Linked DNA regions of Mus musculus: regions 1 and 2 are each linked to region 3. Evidence: chromatin contacts called from public Hi-C and Micro-C data. All regions are on one chromosome and are shown on one strand. The core of a region is the stretch at or near the end of the contact, and the rest is flanking DNA. Distances in the headings are between cores, read along the strand shown. Region 1 overlaps Epha7 (Eph receptor A7). Region 2 has its middle 110 kb from the start of Epha7. Region 3 holds the start of Epha7 (Eph receptor A7).

What was found. A called contact is a pair of places that touch in the nucleus more often than the background predicts.
Region 1: a Hi-C map of the HPC-5 cell line shows a contact between it and region 3, with 3 times the contacts expected there. The contact joins the enhancer-like site here to the promoter of Epha7 in region 3. A contact is called at or near these places in 6 of 484 Hi-C or Micro-C datasets (the HPC-5 cell line, the N1E-115 cell line, cortical neurons and 3 more).
Region 2: a Micro-C map of embryonic stem cells shows a contact between it and region 3, with 3 times the contacts expected there. The contact joins the enhancer-like site here to the promoter of Epha7 in region 3. A contact is called at or near these places in 4 of 484 Hi-C or Micro-C datasets (cerebral cortex, embryonic stem cells and forebrain), 1 of 115 datasets of contacts at active chromatin or transcription factors (embryonic stem cells) and 1 of 9 other capture datasets (adipose tissue).

What each region holds. Positions count from the first base shown.
Region 1 is chr4:28,910,885-28,913,584 of GRCm38.p6, reverse strand. The region is part of intron 5 of Epha7 (Eph receptor A7); the gene reads right to left. Among named protein-coding and RNA genes, the nearest start is that of Epha7, 99 kb to the right of the region's middle. Within about 2 kb of position 1,329, at least 35 of the 459 cell types and tissues checked have an H3K27ac peak or open chromatin away from gene starts, as enhancers often do. A contact at or near this core is called in the HPC-5 cell line and granulocyte-monocyte progenitors, where this site is marked.
Region 2 is chr4:28,697,853-28,700,552 of GRCm38.p6, reverse strand. No RefSeq gene overlaps it. Among named protein-coding and RNA genes, the nearest start is that of Epha7, 110 kb to the left of the region's middle. Within about 2 kb of position 1,277, at least 16 of the 459 cell types and tissues checked have an H3K27ac peak or open chromatin away from gene starts, as enhancers often do. A contact at or near this core is called in embryonic stem cells, where this site is marked.
Region 3 is chr4:28,811,856-28,814,555 of GRCm38.p6, reverse strand. Epha7 (Eph receptor A7) reads right to left here and starts at 1,425. Exons shown (of 17, transcript NM_010141.4): 1 at 1,076-1,425. The coding sequence starts at 1,172.

The DNA of each region.
Region 1 (2,700 bases), core at 80-2,579, 99 kb before region 3:
TGCAAGCTTGGGAATTTCATGTAAAGTACTTTAGTTAGAAAATATAAGAAAATTCTTAAACTGGTTAACACATTCTCTCATTTTCTCTGATCGTATGAAGCGAACATATTCACAAGTTACTGACGTGAATCCCATCATTTGGAGAGCAGTCCAGGAATTTTTAGAGTCTAAAACATATTTCCTAAGATGAAAATATATTTTACAAATGCATAACTATATGTGATATTCAAAGAGTAAAATTTTAGAAATCAATGTCTGCTGTTAATAAATAACTATAAAATCATTCTGATTCATTAAATAAATCAGACATCTGTAAAAATATATCACTGTAAATTTAGTAATTTTATTTACTTATTATGTATTATGTATTTGTTTATTTATTGGTTTTTCAAGACAAGGCTTTTCTGTGTAACACTGGCTGTCCTGGGGTACTCGCTTTGTACACCACACTGGCCAAGAACTCAAGCGATCCACCTGCCTCTGTCTCCTGGGTGCGGGGATTGAAGGTGTGCACCACCAATGCCCAGCTTAGAGTCAGTAATTTTTCAGCTCTTCATCTCCATATAGAAAGCTTGGTTATTTCTCAGCTTGCAGTCTCTTTAGCAGGGCACAGAACTTACCAGTTGGGTAATTCTGTTCTGTGAGCCTTTTGTTCACAACCTCTGAATTGGGCTTGACGGTTACATAGCAGCTGGTAGTCCTGTGCTTTCTATCTGAAGGGGCTGTCATCTACTAGCTCCGGGGCTCACGCTGACATTAACCACCACGGAGGTGGTGCTTTACTGTTCATGATCCCTTACTTTCTTGATCTCCAGTTGTCCATTGGTCACGTATGTAAGTATCATAGCACAGCCTAGGCTTCAACCTTCCTTACCAAACTACAATTCATATCTCCTCTCTGCCTTTACTTCCTAATATTCCATTACTCTCGCTCATGTAGTCTGATGGTAACCATTGACATACTCTCCGAGTTAGATCATTTTTATTTACTAGCATCTCTTGTAAATTGTATAAAACTGGATCTACTATAGAAAATCCTGCATTTGAAAGAAGAAGAAGCTCTGATTCTTATTATGAGTGCTAGAAAAGGTTATGAAATGAAGTTATCCTTGCTTTTGTATCCTTACATGGTAGGGAAAAACGGGGAGAAAAACGGTTACTGGAAGACAGCACTATATAGAGGGATCTGTAGTCCCGGAAGAGATGTTGCTCTATGAAGAGTACATCTAAAATAGAAAGAAAGGGAGATGTTGTCTGAGCTGTATAACTTATATGTAGCCATGTGCCAGGAGACTGTCCCTCCTTAGACTCACTTCCTGAATACTGTGGCAACACATCTCACACAGAGCAAGGAAACCACACAACCACACGGAATACATCAGAGATCACAGGTCATAAGCTTCACCCATGTCAAACTTTTTTCTCAGACATGAATTGCAAAACACAACTGCCCTGCCTGAAGCTTGATCTGACTTGATAACAGCTAGTGCTGGTTCAGTTGAAACCCTGTTTGTGGTAGCTTTTTATTAATATCTCCAGGAATCCAGCTTTCCCATTCAAACTTCCAAACGTACACTGCTTGGTTTTGTAGTTCTTTATGTATTCTAGAACATATATCTCTAAAAATATATACCCAGAAAATATTATATATATAATGTAATATATAATATGTACACATATACAATATATATTTCAAAATCATTTGTAAGAGAGCAAGTAGGGTTATATGAGAAAGTTGGAGGTAAGAAAGGAAGGGGAAATGATTTATTTACATTATGATATTAAAAAAAAGAAGCAGACTTTCTCGTCGCCGTAGGTGACAGCACTATAGGCTTTCATTGTTCTTGCTATATCTTACTGTTACCAATGCATCCCATTCACTCTCCTCTAACAAGAGTACCCAAGCTCATATACTAATCAAATTCAGAGAGGATGCCATGAATAAGTAAAAAACATGCCAATGTTGACAGAGATTCATGCTAATAAGAAGGCTGAATAGAGAGATAGGAATTATTAGTAATGTCTACAATTTTAGATCTAGCCCACAAATCACTTTACGATAGTAGTTCTCAACCTTCCTAATGCTGCAGCACTATAATACAGGTCTTCATGTTGTGATGACCCACAACCATTAAAATTGCCTCATTGCAACTTCATAACTGAATGTTTGCTATGGTTATAAATAATAATGTAAATATCTGATCTACTGGATATCTGATATGGGACCCCCAAAGGGGTTATGAACCACAGATGGAAATCCAGTGCTTTAAGGTATATAAAACTAGGTACAATATATTCCTTTTGAAAGCAACAGGAAAAAGACACCTACATGATCATACACATTAGTTAAAATAGATATTATCAATACTGGATTTAAAAATAAAAAGTAATCAGGCTTTCCATGGCCTTTTTAATGTTTCAAGTTCACCTGCATATAGGTGATTTATACTGCTGTTGAATTTTTATACTGTAACAAGCAAGGAAGGAGTTGCTCTTTATTCTGTAAATGTCCTCAAGAATGCCAATGGTAAGCCACCCTTTTCCATAAATCGTTCCCCTTGATTTTCTTTGATTGAATTGTCAAGCACTATCTGTGAAAACCTTACTTCTATTACCTGAAGCCCACTTAATATGCTTCTCACATGCTGCAAGACATAAATGTCTGAGAAGAGAATAGGAGAAAGATGGTTTGCATCTGTT
Region 2 (2,700 bases), core at 28-2,527, 110 kb after region 3:
ATGCACAACATTGTGAAAGCCAAGACAGCTTTTTAGTACACATTCATAGGTAGGTGCTTGAGTGAAGAGGGATTTGACATGGTGTAATTGCTGACTTTGTACACAGAAATGAAACTTGGTCTGAACATTTTAACCACAAGTATATTTATTTAAAATTTTGCAGTGTTATAGAATTTCATAGTTTATTAATACTAATAAATTTGAAGGAGAATAAATACTGAAAAGTGAAAGTTCCTTACTTTGTAAGACAATCAAAAGTAGAATGAGTTAACAACTGTGATTTTTTATTTTTAATATGCAAATCAGGTTTTTTAAACTTTTTATTGGATATTTTATTTATTTACATTTCAAATGTTATTATTCCCTTTCCCGATTTCCCCTCCAAAAGCCATTCCCCCTCCTCCTGCTTCTGAGGGTGTATCCCACCCACCCTTGCCTCCTTGCCTTCCTATTCTCCTACAATGGGGCATCAAGCTTTCATGGGACCAAGGCCATCCTCTGATATATAATATCCTTGGTTGGTGGTTTAGACCCTGGGAACTCTGGTTGGTTGATATTGTTGTTCTTCCAATGGGGTTGCAAACCCCTTTAGCTCCTTCAGTCCTTTCTAGGACCCTGTGATCAGCTCAGTGGTTGGAATTATTATTATTATTATTTTTTTTTAATGACAAAGAATAGTTTTGCTCTTTCATCCTTTTACAGGGTGGATTTAGATGTTCATGAAACAAGAGTTGGGAGTGGCTTATAGTTCTTTTCTTTTTCTTTTTTTTACAACTCCCATCCAACACAGAAATGCCTTTGTACTTGTCAACAAATGTTCGCCTTTAGTACTCAAAGATTCCAAAACTAGTAAAACTCTGTTCTCTCCTCCCCTCATACATGTTGCAGTAATTCTCCAATCCAAACATGCCCTAGCAATGAAAACACAACTCAATTAATATGAATACATGGTGTGTGCCTAGATTGGGCAGATCTACCGCTACACTACAGTCTTTCCCATCTATGAGACCCCTTAGAACTAGCAGTTCCTCCAGGCCAGGGGCTTCTGCTGTGCTTTCCTTCCACCCTGTCCTTGGTTGTCCTCTCTCTCCCCCACTCCTTCTTCTCTCTCTCTCTCAACTTTCAGGTCCACCTGCCCTTTATCTGTCCAATCACTGGCTTTAGCCTTTATTTTACAAATTAAGGTGGGAAGAAGGTTTACAGGAAATCACCTGAGGGCTGACTCATTCCTAGTTCACAACCCCTCCCAGGAGAAAGGAATTAGCATAAAATTACATATAGCTCCAGAGCTATCCACAACACTTACAGGCCTCTGGTAGTTGAACTTAGGACTCCAGGCTTGGTGGCAGCAAGTGCTTTTACTCTTGATCTGGGTCATCTTGTTCTAAGATTTGGGACTTGGATGACTGTAAAGAATTTCTATTAAAAAATTTTTTCTGAAATATTGCCCTTTTAATTTTATACATTTGACCTGGTTAGTGCTAGCTCTTTACATATTTGAAGAGGGAAATTCTTTTCTCTCCACTTCTTTTTCTCGTTTTCCAGGGGCAGAGGTAGTAGACTTCTTTTGGCAAGAGGAGTACATGCAAACATGTTATGTAGAAGGAGAAAACACCATGGACAAATGTAAGGAACGAGCATGTTACATTAACAACACTGACTACGTGTGTCAGAGCAGGGAATTTGTGAGAGTTAGTAAAAGTAATCAGAAAAGGGTCAGGTTGAGTTCTAGTCTGTCAGCCTTCCTTCCTTCCTCCCTTCCTCCCTTCCTTCCTTCCTTCCTTCCTTCCTTCCTTCCTTCCTTCCTTCCTTCCTTCCTTCCTTCCTTCCTTCCTAATTTTTATTTTTCTTTCTCTCTGAGAAAGGTCTGAGAAAAAGATTCACTCTATAGTTAAGTCTAGCCGATAACTAAATTCTATCCCAGGCTGGACTCAAACTCAAGACAATTCTCCTGCTGCAACCATCAGGGTGCCAGGGTTTTAGGTGTGAACCTCCATACCTTTCTGAGGTAGGGTAGTTGTAAGGCCAAAGACCATTGTCAGAGAGATTGATCAAAGTACAGATCAGAATTACAACAAACTCCCCTTCCAACTGTACATGAATTTCTTTCTGTTCTCCTTTCCTTATGCCAGTTTTTCTGCTTCCCAGCCAGTGTTATGAAATCCATTCTCTTTGAATGTGGGTTGGACTTAGACATCTGTTCCTAAGGAACAGAGGATTCAAGACTGTTGCGCACTTGCTCATCTAGTTTCAAAAAAATATGTAGCTTCTCAGTGGCAGAGCCTCTACTGCATTTTCTTTATTATTTTTTTCTTCTTTTCTTTTTAAAAAAATTTTATTAGATATTTTCTTCATTTACATTTCAAATGCTATCCCCAAAGCCCCCTATACTCTCCCTGGCCCTGTTCCCCAACCCACCCACTCCCACTTCCTGGCCCTGGCATTCCCCTGTACTGGGGCATATGATCTTCTCAAGACCAAGGGCCTCTCCTCCAGTTGATGGCCGACTAGGCCATCCTCTGCTACCTATGCAACTAGAGACACAGCTCTGGGGGGTACTGGTTAGTTCATAGTGATGTTCCTCCTATAGCGTTGCAGAGCCCTTTAGCTCTTTGGGTACTTTGCAAACTCTCCTGAAGGGAGCTGGCACTCTGGAGAGGCTCTTGTTCAGCCACCTTCTGGAGGCTGCTACCCCAATTA
Region 3 (2,700 bases), core at 176-2,675:
GCGTGAAATCTTAAGTTTTAGGAATAAAAGAATCGAGGACCAGTATGCCCCCTCCCTTTAGTACTGCTATGACCTAAATCTAACAGATCTCTCGCCCTCCACACCCCCGAACAGGCTTCTAAAGTATCCAAGAAATCAACCTTAGAAACGCAAGCTTGTCAGATGAGGTACCGGTATTGTGACACTGCTTAGCAGCAAGACACTTCCTTTGACAGGATTTATTTTTCCCCAGCTCCAACTACAGGCACCAAAAGGTATTTTACCTTTTGCCAATGGTTCAAAGGAGACGCAGGGAAAAATACCCACGTACAGGCGTATCCTGTGGTCAAAAGAAGCCTCCCCTCGCGTACCAGAACTCGTCCCCAGAGGCCAGGACTGGCTACTTGGACTCCCGGAGTACCGGACCTGGGCCAAGTGACGGGAGACTTCTCACTCGGTGGCCTCTCCGTGCAAACTGCCGGCTGCGGCCAGTCCTCCCGGCGGCGGGTCGAGCCCGAGCCCCGCGCGCTGCCTCCCCTCGCGGCCGCATTGTTTCGAGCGGCAGCCGAGCGCCCACCGCAGGCCCGCGCCGCTGCCGCCGCCGCCGCCGCCGCCGCCGCAGTGAGCGAGTCGGCGGGAGCCCGAGCGCTCGCAGCCACGGAAGTCTCGGCTCCTCCGGGGAGGCTGGGGGCGACGCGGAGCTCCACTCCCCAGGTTTCGAACCAACTCTCACTGTGGCGTCCACGGCAGGCCGACCGCAAGAGAAGGAGCAAACGCGGCGGTTGGAGCTGAAGACCCGAGATGCCGGATGCAAAGGAGCTCGCTCGCCCTTCAGCCTCGCCACCATGGCCCCCCGAGCTGCCCGGCTGCAGAGCGCGCGCCAGTCCCCGGCCACCCCTTGGAGCTCCGGGGCCCCGACTAGTCCCGGCCGGTCGCCTCTGGTCGATTGGAACTGAGGGCGGGGAGGGGGCGGGGGGTCGAGGGAGGGTCGCCCGGCGCCGGAGGCGCGGCGGCCAGCGCCGCGGACCCGTCGGCTCGTGCAGGTAGACAGCGAAATAAATAAGTCAGAACAAACTTTGCTTTCCTCTGGCCTTACCTTCCTTCGCAGCCTGCGCCTCCCCCGTGTGTGCAAAGCCAAGCAGCCAGATGTAACACAAAATAATCCACGAAGGGAACCGAGTTTGAACAACCATGGTGCATGAGCAGGTTTGATTTTTTTAGGCTGCAGTTGGGTCGCAGCTCTTTAGATGCTGTTTGCTCCGAAGTGGGTTATTATTGTTGTTATTATTGCGCTCCTCGCATCGATCCCCTTCTGGGTCCCAGGCCGTCTGCTCCACGCTTAGCTGTTTGATTTCTCTCTCCCCCCTCCGGTTCGTTCGCACCGTGTTTGCTGCCTGCAAGTCTCCGACTGCAGACCGGCCGCTTGCTCCACACTCCAATAATATCAATTAGGGGGGAGGAGGCGGGGCTACGAACCCAGAGCCTCCGCCACTCCGACTGAGTGGCAGCCGCAGCCCGCCTGCTAGGCGGCGATTCCCACGGCCGGGGGGCGGGTCCCTACGAAGTGGCCGCCTCTACCTTGGAGGCGGGGTCCTGAGCAGGAGCCAATCAACGCCGAGCGGAGTCGGGTTGCGAGTCCAGGATTCCCTCCCAGATCGGTTGCCGGGAAAGCGGGGACGAGCCGCGTTAGGCCAGCGGCGTGCAGTCGGGAGCACTTGGCTTTTAGCTACTGCAGCTTCACTGAGCTGAATAAACCCGAGAATAACTCTCCCGTCTTACACTCCTGTATATAGCAGTGCTGCTCAACGTCTTCTAGACGGCATAGGCGAAACAAGCCTTCCCTCAACTACCAATCACCGACCCCGACCCGGACAGTGAAACTGAGCTATGCTTTTAGAACGCCTTTTACTTTTTTGTTAGCAGCCTCAGCAGGTCGGATAACTTTGGTTTTCTGCCTTTTTTCTTTCTTTCTTTTCTTTTCCTCTCTTTTGTTTTCAAAAGTTTGAACTTCTGTTCTGTAACTCGAGAGGCATGTTTAACTACTACTCCCCTATCTCTGGAAAAATAAAATTAATCAAAAGTGCCCCCCGCCCCCCAAAAGAAAACCTTTCAATGTTTGCCTGAGTTCACAACAACCTATGACAAAAGAAACAGGGAAAGTGGGGCTGGAGAAAGGAAGTCTTTTGTTTTATGCTCGCCTCTTCTCTCCTTCTATCTTCAGTTTCTTCTCAGGCAAAATAGGACCTTAGAAAACGTTTCTTGTCGTTTTTACTTACATGCTTCTCATTTTCTGGGGTCTTTCATAGGTTGCTCTACTTGAATTGTTTCCCATTTCGCTGTGTAAATAACATTCAGTTCTAAAGAAAGCCGCCAGGTACTAAATTCACATAGCCATTCCTTCTACTTGGGCAAACATTTACTATTTTCTGTAGTTAGTCCATAATTATTCTGTAATTATCTTTCTAAAAAAAGCTAAGACTAAAAATGTAACCAACATTTCCACTTGAATTCACCCAATCCTAGCTACAAGAAAAAAGTGTGTGGAGAAATCTGTTTTCCATTAGGCAGTTTTGCACACTTTGCAAGCAAGAGGTGGTTGACATTGTAAAATGAAAATCTTAAAAATGTAATGGCCAAATCATCTATGTCAAGGGTCACACTGAGTAGATAAGTACGTCATATTTTAAGATGGATTTTCCTTTTATTGTTCTATATTTTTAA